Linked DNA regions of Astyanax mexicanus: region 2 is linked to region 1. A link is a contact called in public Hi-C data. All regions are on one chromosome and are shown on one strand. The core of a region is the stretch at or near the end of the contact, and the rest is flanking DNA. Distances in the headings are between cores, read along the strand shown.

Region 1 (6,357 bases), core at 2,354-4,853:
ATGATTATGACTAGTCGTGTCTGGCTAGAACGGTCCATGCAAACAGACAAGCGAACCACATCCACAGTAAATGAAGGAAGCCTCACTTGCATTTCCACAGGTCAGTGTATGTGCAGTCTGCAATGCATTCTGTCCAACTATTCAATTTTTCATCAAATTACATGATTTCCAATTGTAATCATAAATTCAAAAAATCTAATTTTGCCACTTCACACCAGCACTATGGATTTAAAATTAAGTTGTCGAGATGTGACTGAAGCACAGATTTGATCCCTTCATGTTTACAGACCAAAAGTCTGAAAAGTAAGAACTAACAATTACACATCATTTTCAAACCAGCTGACATCTGTCTGAAATCACCAAATGCTGCTTTTCCACACTCAATATGCTTTAAAATTTGTGTTTTTCAAATTATTTGTAACAAATACATCAAATATATGGATTACATTTTCAAAGCACTGAAAATGCTGTCAAGATAACCTGACTTAATAAGAGTAATAAAATTAAAGTACATTTACTTTTATGGATAATCATTAATTATTAGGCTGCAAATTGTGTGGGGGGGGAAATACATGTTTAAATATTGTCTCTTTTTTGTCTATTTTAGTGTAAAACAGATACAATACCGAAGTTACAGTTAAAGAATGAGTGAGAGAGTGTTCGAGATGCTGGGAGAGAAAGACAGATCAGCTAAACTGTAGCACACCACCCCTTATCCCACATCAAAGACAGCAAAACCCAGCGAACATGATGCCACCTTGTGCAGGAAAGGCAGCAAGGCTGGGCAAGCCCAGGAATTCCACCCTGCTTTCTGAAGAGCTCACTGGAGGAAGCCAGGCAGCTCTCCAAACTTGTTTTCAGCTCTGATGCCCTCAGGATCACAGAGAAGTGAAGCCTGCTAGCGAAAAGAGAAAGACCAAGAGAGATGCCCTGGCATACGAATTATCATTCAGCTGAGCGACAAAAAGTGCCAGATAAAAGAGACAATTGATTAATTAGCACCACTCCTTTATAGCCAAATTGTTTGCCAAAACCAACTTTCAGTAACCCAGATGCCGCATTAAACGGCTGTTTGTGTAAAAACCTTCTGCTCAACCATAAACTGAAGCTTTCAGCTTGGCCCACAGCGAGCACATAAACTGGCTCCTTCCAGAGCCATTAGCAGTAGTCATTTGAAGGCAGTGATCCACAAACCACCACTCTTTTTCTAAATACAGGCTACAGAGGGTGACCATGTGCTCTGTGTGAGTGTGTGTGTGTATGTTGGTAACTACAAGGGCAGTGATGCACAAGCACATACACATGCCCCAGCATGTCTCTATTAGCATACCGGCCACTTCTTGGGAGGTCAGCCTGGTGCTTTCTCCTAAGTGTTGACTGTCCGCTGGGCAACGTCATGCCTTAAAGCACAGGAATCCACTCAAAGCTTCACCCATAGGAGATCGGGGCAGCGCCAGGGTCACACAATGACCACTGGCCATGCCCACAGTGCCAGAACAGGCCAACATCCTGTGGTTTTGAATTCAGCTGGGTCCAAGGACCAACACTCAAAGCAGCAGCGTACAGGTTGACCACTGTGTCTGCCAACACATCTTTGTTTGCCCAGTAAATTGTTTCCACTAGTGTTTTTTTTTTCTTGCTTGTTGCCTCTAATCTATTGTATCCTTTGAATTTCATACAAACCCTCAAACCGTTGCTGAATTCACAGAACCACTACTATATGTGAAAAGCCAATTATAAAACAGGTGCTGTCAAAAATAGGTTAGTATTTCTAGACAATAGGCAAAGAGAACTCATCTATACATTGGATTATTATTGTGGCCAAAATGCTGTAAAGCTTATAAAGTTTATAAAGTTTTATAAAGTGCAAAAATAGTTTCATCTCCATTCCTAGCAACCCCACAACTCTATTTCATTTGTATCTACTAACTGCCATTAGTTGACTACATCATAAAGTGAATTTTAGATTTTTATACAATAAAATTAAACAATTGTGTTGATATATAAAATCAAAATGCTCAAATATTTATTAACTGATTGAGCTTTCAGATCAGAACTAAACTACAGTTTAAAAGTTGGAAATAGCAATTATGTATTTGACATATCAACAAACTGGTCTAGTTTAATTAAGACAATTTAAACAATGTACATATTAATACCACAAACTAGATACCTAAAGGTTCTAGTAATTTTAAATTACTCAACATTTCAATATCAACACATAGCTAATAGACAAATATGTAATCTTTTCAACAACAAAAAACAGAAAAACAATATATTTGTGATAACACTTTAAATTATTTGCAATAAGATTAAATCACTTCATTACAAAACAAGATATATTGATTCTAATCCTATGAGACACATTTAAAGTAAGGATGTCTTGATCTAGTTGTTTGGCCCCTGATTTGATAAGTGTACCTTAATGCTGACTTTCAGTTGATACCCAAAACAGCCTAAATAACTGAGGATTAAATTGGTATTATGTGCTATAAATTATTATTAGTAATCACAAGAAAAATCACTTATTTTTAGTGATCAGTCTATAGTTTTAATCTTATAATTCATTTAAAATGACCTTCTTGGTTTCATGTTTCACTGTTAAATACTGTAGTTCATAAAGAAGTTTATTAATGTAATTAATTAGGTTATAAATACGTTACAAACTATTAATAAAGAGTTACGGTACAACACATTCAAAGAAAGGACAACAGTGGCCTGTTTGAAAAAAAAGTGATTTCACATTCATTTATACTGTTAAACCTCACATCTTTCTGGATGCTTATTTTACTTTGTCTGTTTCATTAGTCAGCATTAGCATACATTATTAATTTTAAATACCAAGATTAAACTTGGATTAAATGTGGTGTATATTAACATAAAATAACACTATAAGTAAACTGACTTTCTATATTATTTAAAAAAAAAAATAAAGTAGGATATATTGTATGTGTTGTTACTACTTATTAATGGTTTATATTATATAAATATTTACAACCTAATTAATACACATGAATAAACTACCTTATAGACTGCTTATAAACCCTTTATAAAGGAGCCTTATATGCACAATAAGAATCATGGCTGGTTTGATAATGAAGAATAGCAGAGGGGGAGCTTTGCTACCATGAAACAAAGAATCAGAACAAGATCAGGCTTTACACACCTGGAAAGCTTTAGAATTTACATTATTTAAATTATTTTATGTGTTTCTATATGTACCTGCAACACAATTTATAGAAATGTATATTTTGAAAAATATTACCTACAAACTTCAATAGCCTTAACTAGAGCTGTACCAACCAGGGCTGTGAAACCCACAGAAAAGAAGCAGACAAGTCATGCAACTCTACTGCAGCCACTACTTTAAAGCGCTGACCTGCCTGCTGTAACGTTAAAGAGAGCACTTCCTCACTAACACACTGAGCTGTCTTTTCCACCGAGTGCTCACAGAGATCTCTTAACAATGGGCCGTTCTCCAGCAGCCAGGCAATTCATCACTGAAGAGAAAGAGTCACTCTTTACGACCCAAACACAGGAGTGTGCAGAGAGGCCGCTTTGCCTGTGTTTTTACTGTCTGTGGGTGCACACTAATTTGGGCGTCGGCATCGTTACCTCGCTCTCTTGTTATCAGAGCAATAGCGGCACTCAGCCGGTCGCAAGTGCTGTGTATGCATGTGCTCAAGTCTGGGCATGTCAGCGTTGCCTCTGTAAATTGCTACTCTAATCAATAGGCTGTTTTACAGTAACCAAGGCTATGGACATGACAGGCGGCAGGCAGCATGCAGCCAGGATCTCTCTCTCTCTCTTTCGCACGCTCTCACTCTCTGTCACTCTGAATGGCAATTAAGGACTCAAGATCCAAGAGAGAGAAAAAAAAAAAAAAAAAGGTATGGAATGAAATGGAAGGTGAAAAATCAAGGCATTCTTTGCAATCAGAACCACTTAAAAGAAGCATGCAATAAAAAAGCAAAAGAACGAGTTTTTTTTTTTGCACAAAGGGAAATAAATTAGACAACAATAAAGCTCATTAGTGGGAACTAGGGCTGCACAGTACAGCTCTGGAAAAAATTAAGAGACCACCTCAGTTTCTGATTCAGTTTCTCTGATATTGATATTTATAAGTATACGTTTGAGTAAAATTAACATTGTTGATTTATTTTATAAACTACACACAACATTTCTCCCAAATTCCAAAATTAAAACAGTCATTTAGAGCATTTATTTGCAGAAAATGAAAAATGCTGAAATAAAAAAAAAAAGCTTTCAGACCCTTAAATAAAGAAAACAAAACAAGTTCATATTCATAAAGTTTTAAGAGTTCAGAAATCAATATTTAGTGGAATAACCCTGGTTTTTAATCACAGTTTTCATGCATCTTGGCATGTTCTCCTCCACCAGTCTTACACACTGATTTTGGTTAACTTTATGCCACTCCTGGTGCAAAAATGTAAGCTTTTCGGCTTGGTTTGATGGATTTGATCATCCATCCTGCTCTTGATTATATTATATGTATATATTTTTCCAGAGCTGTATGCTGTTTCAGCACCATCATCATTATGCGCTAATGCGCAATAGTCATATCGCAGGATGTGCAAGATCATACAATTAAAAATATACCACAATAAACCACGCTTTTTATGTCGCAATATATATGTGTACACAATATCCCAATGTCACAATGTCAGTAAGTTTCCAGTGTTGCTCTATAAGGAACAAACTTAAAAAGTGTTAATGTAAAAAAAAAAACTGTAATAGCTTCACACACATTAGATAATACATGTCAGAAAACACTTAAACAAGTATATAAAAGTAAATTGATGACCTTTAAGAGAAGTCAAAAATGTGCAGTTTCATATACAGAATACTCTGTCATACAATATGAAAGCTATACCACAAAAATGTGACAAAACACAATTACTGCCACTGAAAATGACTAGAATGGACTTTGCTAGGAAAATCTAGTTTTCAGAACAGTATTGCCCTCTAGTGGTAAGCACTATACATCTACATGTTAAGGTGTTAAAAGAATAGATGAAAGACCACCAGACTTGTCAGGCTAACACAGCAGGTCTAAAATGACTTACTCTCTTCAGTAAAAAAAAAAAGTTTAAAGACCCCCCTGCTTTTGTGCAAAGGAATAAGGTACTGTGTGAGATGCTGTGATTCACTTACTAAGGTCTTCAGCCAGCTGAACTCTCCTGCCTGTGATCAGTTGCACTTTTTTCTCTGTGTCTTCCCCAAAGTCCTCTAGCACCTCTTTCACGTTCTTCTCTAAGCGCCGTACTGAAAAGTGGTCAAAGTCACATCAAGCCTTGTTAAAAATGATCATACAGAAAAGGGAAGGTTCATTTCTAGACGCACATAAAACAACTAGCATACGATTGTTCATACATACCCTCAGTGTTGGTGAGCTGTTGTCGGAGAGTGTTGGCTGTGATGCCCAACATCCTCTGGATCCTCCAGAACAAAACCACATCATTGCACTCAAGCTACAACAGATGTGCAAACCACAGTTATAAAACTCTCAAATTTACATTTCAATTCAAATGCATGTTTGTATTCAAAGCACAGTAAACAGTACAAACCAATAGACTTTATCCATAAATGTATTCAAAGTACATCACTAACAAGACACTTTATTCTTACCTCTGAGTCTACGAAGTGTCTCTGGTAATAGTAGAAGCCTCGTCGGCAGAGGTTACAGTGGAACAAAGCCTTCTGCAGGAAGTGACGTCGGTAGAGTTGGTGCCACGTGTCCTTGATCTATAGAAAAAGTATACGCTAGTATAGGTAGTATACGCTGTACAAATACCAGTAGGGCATTTTTCCTTTCACAAAATATTTAAACATTTCTGGATGTTGTGTTGTGTTGCATGCTGACATGATTACATCACATGTACAAAACACTCTACATTCAACTGTGCCTACTGCAGCCTCAGCTTTCTGTTCTTAACTCACAGTCTGAATAAACTGAAGAGAATCCTGTGCTTAAAAACCTAAGAAGATCAGCAGTTTCAAAATAGTAATTAGTCATTATATACAATAATGCCATGGCCAAATCACTAAATCTTTGCCCCAGTTCTGATGGTCAGTTTTTTTTACCCTGCACTGCTGCCAAACAATTGGCTGACTAGCAGGGGCACAGCTATTCCTAATATTATGCTCAGTAAGTGTGTACTGTATATAACAGAGAACAGTGTTAAGTTTTCTGTAGTTAGATCTCACTGACCAGCACAGGATCCACATCGACACCTCGAGCCTCTAGATTCTTGCGGACAGTGGTGACTTCGTCATTGGCAAGATAAGCAGTGTGGTCCTCGTGCAACTTCAGCAGTCGCTCCAGCTCATTTTTGG
Region 2 (6,357 bases), core at 1,839-4,338, 150 kb before region 1:
TTCAATTTCATATCAGTGTAAAACTGTGAAACTGTGATAATTTGTGCAATTTGTGTCAGTTACTTTCCATTAGATGTAATACTTCACACCACCACCTCAGACGCTAAAAAAAAGATAAAATTAATTAAACTTTAATATCTATACTTTTACCAAAGTGCTGTTTATCTGTGTTTCTTAATGGAATATATATATATTTTTTTTTTTATGAAAAAAGCCTGCTAACAAGTAAAACTAGTAAAACTCACATTTCCCATGTACACATTCCTATTTAAATATCAAATTGATCAATTAATTTTGTACATGCTTTTTCAGATTGTTCTACTGTGCTCATGTTCTGCTTGTGTTCTGATTGGGGTGCAGTGCTCATCCTTGCTGCTAGATGGCGCTATGTGGCCATGTAATGGAATCCAGAGGAACTCCATTGTTCAAATTGGCTCATTTGTTGGCTTTGTAATGAAGTAGCGCTTTCCAGCTTTCAGGATGCAGGGCTGTATGTGAGCCAAGTTTCTGCTTTCCTCTTTCCTCTCATTACTTAATACTAGAGGATCGACATTTCAGCTTAATAAACTGCAAAGCCCTTATTTTCAAACAGAGATTAATCTGCTGTTGATAGGTCATGTCAGCTTTTTTGGATTTTATGCAGTTGTATATGTTGTATACATATAAATATTTATAAATAGATCAAATGCTCAAACAAGTGTTTGAATAAATTATTCCCACCAAGCCTCAGTCTAACGCCATAGTAATCATATATACGGTAGGCCCTTTTTTTGTCAGCAATGTTGTGTTGAAGAGTATCATCTTAACACTTAGGTTCACAGAAACTCTACTGGAATCCATTCAACAGACCCTGACTTTGGGACAGTTAAAGCTGTGTTTAGATTTTAAACTATTTCATGTACATTTGTTAACCTCCCATCTGTTCTGGCTTCTGTGCTGTTATTATTATTAGGCCCTGTCAGAATGTTTTTTTTGTTATGTAGCGTAGGCCTACACTTACTACTTCAATTATTCAGGTTCTTCCACACACTATACAAGAAAAGAGTGGCTGTTTCCATGCATTATTAAGACCAGGAAAAACTTTTTTTTTTTTTACAAATTTATTAATCTTCCAAAACGAAGAATTCTGCAAAAGCATTCAACATATCTTTGGCATCAACGTTAGAAAAGATACCGCAAATATAAAAAAATGCAATGAACAAACATCAACAATACAAATCTTATTTCAATATGAACTTTTCTCCCTTTTGCGCTGTACAAATATAGTGCATAAATCTCTTCTTAAACACATTTCCATACAAAAAGACCAAAATAAGAAATAAAACGTTTAAACGAACAGAACAAGTGTCAACAGTTAAGAGTCTTTTTTAGAAGTCTCTTTTTAGGAGTCTTTTAAGGTCTACCAAGGCCGCCACACAGAGTCTGAGGTGACTGAAGGTGCGCCTGGAGATACTGCCGCTGGAACGGGTGTGCTGGAGTTGTTGGCATATACTGGGATTACAGGACCACTGGGTGCAAACGCGGCGTTGGGAATCAAAAAGGCAAACTGTCCATCTGTTGCTGGTACGAGCTGGAATCCTCCGTACACCTTGGTGGCTTCGGGTGACAAGTTGGATGAGGACCCACTTTTGCAGGGTACTCCACTGAGAGGCAGCACGTTGGCCTGTGGTGTTCCACCGGGGATCTGAACCATGGGCTGGGCGAAGGTCGGGTGCGGGTGGCCAGCAGCTATCTGGTGCTGCGTGGGGTAGTTCATGGCGTTGATCTGCGTCATGCAGTTGGCTAAGTGACCCAGCAGCCGCGTCCTGACCTCGGCATTAACCCCTTCGCAGGTGGACAGGAATCGGGTAACCTCGTTCATGCACTCGCTGAATCCAGCCCTGTACTTTCCAAGAACGGTGGGATCTGTGTTCAGAGCAGCTGTTGGGAAAACAAGAGAGACTTGGGGTCAGTCTACTGAACAGGGCTTGTTTAACAAATAAACCACAGATACAACCTAATAAGTTGTGGTTGGTAAGTTTAAGATGGAAAAGTCTTTAAAGTTCTCTAAATTGTAAATTCCATGAGTAGGAAAGGTTGATGTATACATGTAAATATCCTACAAAGCGTTCCAACAGAAGGCTGCAATAGGCTGCTATAAAGGTAGGCCTAAAAAGCTAATATTTAGTGGAGCAGGTACTCACCAGTCATTTGTGCTCGCTGCATGTTTCGGAGGTGCTTCACAGTCATCTCCAGGATATCCGCCTTCTCCAGTTTCGAGTGTCTGGAGCTCTGAAGGGAAACGAGCATAGAGAACGATCAGTAAATGAGAAGACGTAGCTTGCTAAACATAGACAGCCGTCATAGTGTATATATTCAGAATGACTTAGCGGTGAACTAATAGCATCTTGGTTCAGGTCACATACTTACATCTTTTTTCAGAGCATCCAGGATTAGCGTTTTGAGTTGTCCCAAGCTTTCGTTGATTCTGGCTCGTCTCCTTTTCTCCATAATGGGTTTGGACGACTATAAAAGTGAGAAAAAAAGACAATGTGTTAAAAGCGAGTAAAAGTATCAGGTGGTGCTTTAGACGCGCGTTTGGACTGTAGTCTGGTATGATATTTATTTCGCTTAAATAATTTCAGACCACATGCACAATCACACAACATTGTAAGAGGTAAAAAAAAAAAACACGCGTAGCTTACCTTTCTGTGCTCGGAGGCTGTCTTGGGCTTATCCGGCGTGGTGTTCATGCTCGCCGGGGTCGCGGCCACCGGGGATGAAGAGTTTTTTTCCATCATGTCAGCCGGCATCTTTTGCTGCAATATCCCCGAAAACCGTGGAAAAAGAAGAGAAATCCTTCGCGAGTGTTCAGTCTTCAGTGGCAGACAGCGCTGCGCGTGCTTTTCGTATTTATTTACAAGTCCAGACCGCGTAACAGTGGGTCTTAAAAAAAGAGAAAAGTCCCGTCGCAGCGTCCTGAGTTAAACAGCTCGTGGTGACGATGTCACGGCTCCTGCTCTCGCCGTTTGCCAGCAGCACTGAGCGAGCGACCGCGCGAGCGACTGAGCGAGTGACTGACCGCCTGCCCGCACCGCGCGCGCTTATTTATATCCCGCGCTGCACGCGAACGGCTCGTGTGAAACTTCCCAAACTTTCTTTCCCACAGTAACTTTGGACCAATCAGCGCGCGGCGCACGCGGCGCGAGGGGAGGACGGCTCGTGCTCGACGCGCTCCCATTGGTCGGGCGCCGTGTGAGCGGACGGCCAATGGCGCGCGGCCGGGATCCCGACCCCCAACCCTGCGCTCCGTTTACAGATTAACACTGAACAGCCCGCAGAAAAGCACAGAATCACACTTTATGATCCAATACACACTCAACCGTAAGCGAGGAGATAGATACACACAGGCAGAGTCAAAGTGTGTGTGTATGAAAGTGTGTGTGTGCAGGTGTGAGTATCGGGGGTGATACAGTAAATTCGGGTGTTTCAGTCTAGCTAGTAAAGTATTTTTTATACCTACTATTTTGCTGGTGGTCGCTTCTACTGGTTATGACCAACACTATCTATCTATACATTTCAAATACTGACAACTGAGCGAGAAAACACACACACACACACACACACACACACACACACACACACACATAACACGTTTAGTGTTATATTGTCACTATGAGTGATATGTAACACTTCAAGTGTTGATTTAACACTGGCAAAATTACCAAACGTAATTTAAACGATTGCACTATGGACACTGTGACGATTTACTACTGATTAGCCTAACGTGTCATGTGTGGGTCAGTAAACCCTGCCTGATCAAGACTGAGACCACCACCTCACAGGTATTAATAACGGACTATTTTAAATATGATCTCAGTCAAACTGCTTTAGCATCTTTCTTTATCTCGTGTTGTTGCATTTGTCTGCCCTAGGTTCAGGAACTGCAACACATCAGTCATTTAGGATAGTGGCTTCTGTCAAATTTGTTTAGAGCAATTATAACAATTTTAACTTGTTTTTCTAATTTAATTATCTGTTTACATCATGCTCTTAAGCTTGTTAAGAGGACGCCAGTGAAAGTCCTGAGCTGAAAACAAGAAAACAGGAAAACTGAGAGTGAGACTACCCCCCCCCCCTCCTCCCTTGCCTTTTTTTTTTACCTTTTATCACATAATGACTGCATTTCACACCTGGTCCTTATTAGTATAGTGAATCACTCGTCTGCAGAGAGTAAAATTCATAAACAGAAGCAAAGAGAGAAATAGAAAGATAGAGAGAAATAGAGATAGAGAGAGAGTCTGAAAGGATTGATGTCTGGTGCTTCAAAGTTGTGGAGAGAATGTTCAACTTTCAACTGTTCTTAAGTCAGCAGTTACTAGAACTAGATTTTTCCCATCCACCCACCCATCTGGCAACTGGCTGACCATCAACATTAAAATGTGGTTTAAATAATGTCAACAATTAACGTTTAGACATTTTTGGTGCTAACTGGTTTTGAAGAGGTTAACAAAATACTTCTAAATCAATGTTGAAACTTACTTTCATGTGAAATTAACATAATGCCATTTTTTTCTAGAAACATGATCAAGAAATGTGTTAAACAACCTGAAGTAAAGTTTGTTAACAAACTGCCTTATGGTGAAGATTTGTTATATACTTAATTACTTCTAAACCCTCGAAGAATCATAATTTTTAAGAGTGCACTATGTATACCCAAAAGAGCAACATAATCTGTAGTTGTTAAACGTTGAAAAGTAAGATGTTTAAACAACTTATCTTTCAAAGCAAAAAAAATAATAATAATATAACGTTAATTCAACCTTGATATGACGCTGATTGAACTGTGAATAAAGGCTAAAATGCCGGATGGGCACACTCACGCATTCACTCACTAACACACTCTCTTCCCTGTGTTTCTTTCAGCGCAGCTTTTGGCATTTTGACATGTGTCGGCGCGCGGAGCGCTGCTGTGAATGTGGAGCACGTGCCAGGATGTTTTATGAGCGCGGTGGTTGAGGTTTTGGCCGCCGGGCTGGGGGTGGCGGTGCTGGTTTACATTAGAGGGAAGGTAAATAGCAGCTGCCGCTCTGAGAGCCTGGGAAAACCACGCCCACCGAGCGCGAGAAGGAGAAATGTGTGTGTGTGTGTGTGAGTGAGTGAGTGCGGGCGAGAGAGAGTGTGTGTGTGTTTATCGGAATGCGAGGCAACAGTGTGTGAGGCACCGGGGCTTCGCGCCGCGCGGACAAACACGCCGCGCGCCGGACGGTAGACGGTTGACGGGGTCATAAAAAGGTTTCCACCAATAAGAAGTGTTTACTATAACTGTGCCGCGAGCGCGGGGTTTAGTCTGCACAGCGTGGCGACCGCATAATGACTACTGAATACAAAAATAAATACATAATATATATAATAATACAATTATTAGGTTAATTAATTAATAAAAAACAACATTCCCCGCGGGCAAATGTATTATAAAAATAAGAAATAAGACGTGCGTAAAGGCGAGGTAAAGTTTATACAAAGTACTAGCAGCATAATAGCAATCAAATACAAAACAAATACGTGCACTAATACTAAGTTATTACGTAAATTAATTAATTAATCAATTTATTAATTCATTAACTAGAGAAAAACTGAACTGACAAAATCTCCACGCGAAGTAACGGAAAGTCGCGCGCGCCGTCACCCGGTTATCTTAGTCTATCATAAACTAACGAGCCTGCCATACTCCGCAGGCAACACACACACACATTCACATTCAGAGCGCCGTTGCCACCACCCCCCTCCGCTCCCCCCTGCTACCACATACACACACATTCGCACGTACACACACACACACTCATCTCCGCTGCTGCGCGCGCTCCAGCTGCTGTAGAAGCCCCGCGACACGTGGCGCGCGAGCGAGCGGGGGAACGAGCTGCTGCTGCCCGCTCGCTCTGCCCGCGCCGGCAAAACCCCGCCTCCTTCCCCACGATTGGCCACTAGGCTTCCATCTCCTGTGTCGCGATTGACTAATTCCATCACACTGCCGTCCAGTTGCAGCACGATATGCAAATGAGATACCAGCACGTTGTATCTGCCAGAGCAAAATACAGTATAACCTGCCAGCCAATCCAAGCTCAATATGCAGATAGATAAAAATACTACCAGCCAATCATAGTGTAGTATGCAAATTTTAGGGCAAACCGAACAGCAGCCAGTTTGTAAAGGTTGTAAAGAAGCCGCAGAAATCCGGGCTTTCAGAAAAGCTTCCTGCACTTCATTCACGGCCGTTTTTAGTTTCAGGCGTCTGCTCGAGCTATTTAAAGAAAAAAAAATACATTTATGGAAACTGATTAATGAATGTAGCATGAAAACCTTCTCTTGAAAGTCCCA

The links. A called contact is a pair of places that touch in the nucleus more often than the background predicts.
Region 2: a contact with region 1 is called in a Hi-C map of muscle, with 5 times the contacts expected there. The contact joins the promoter of her6 here to the enhancer-like site in region 1. A contact is called at or near these places in 2 of 3 Hi-C or Micro-C datasets (both in muscle).

What each region holds. Positions count from the first base shown.
Region 1 is chr5:19,687,192-19,693,548 of AstMex3_surface, reverse strand. It overlaps opa1 (OPA1 mitochondrial dynamin like GTPase), which reads right to left. Exons shown (of 30, transcript XM_049479087.1): 25 at 6,233-6,357; 26 at 5,650-5,766; 27 at 5,399-5,492; 28 at 5,176-5,286. Among protein-coding and RNA genes, the nearest start is that of opa1, 28 kb to the right of the region's middle. Within about 2 kb of position 3,603, the one cell type or tissue checked has an H3K27ac peak away from gene starts, as active enhancers do.
Region 2 is chr5:19,835,679-19,842,035 of AstMex3_surface, reverse strand. her6 (hairy-related 6) reads right to left here and starts at 3,088. Exons shown (of 4, transcript XM_007249064.4): 1 at 2,685-3,088; 2 at 2,410-2,505; 3 at 2,184-2,271; 4 at 1,082-1,920. The coding sequence starts at 2,792. The coding sequence ends at 1,400.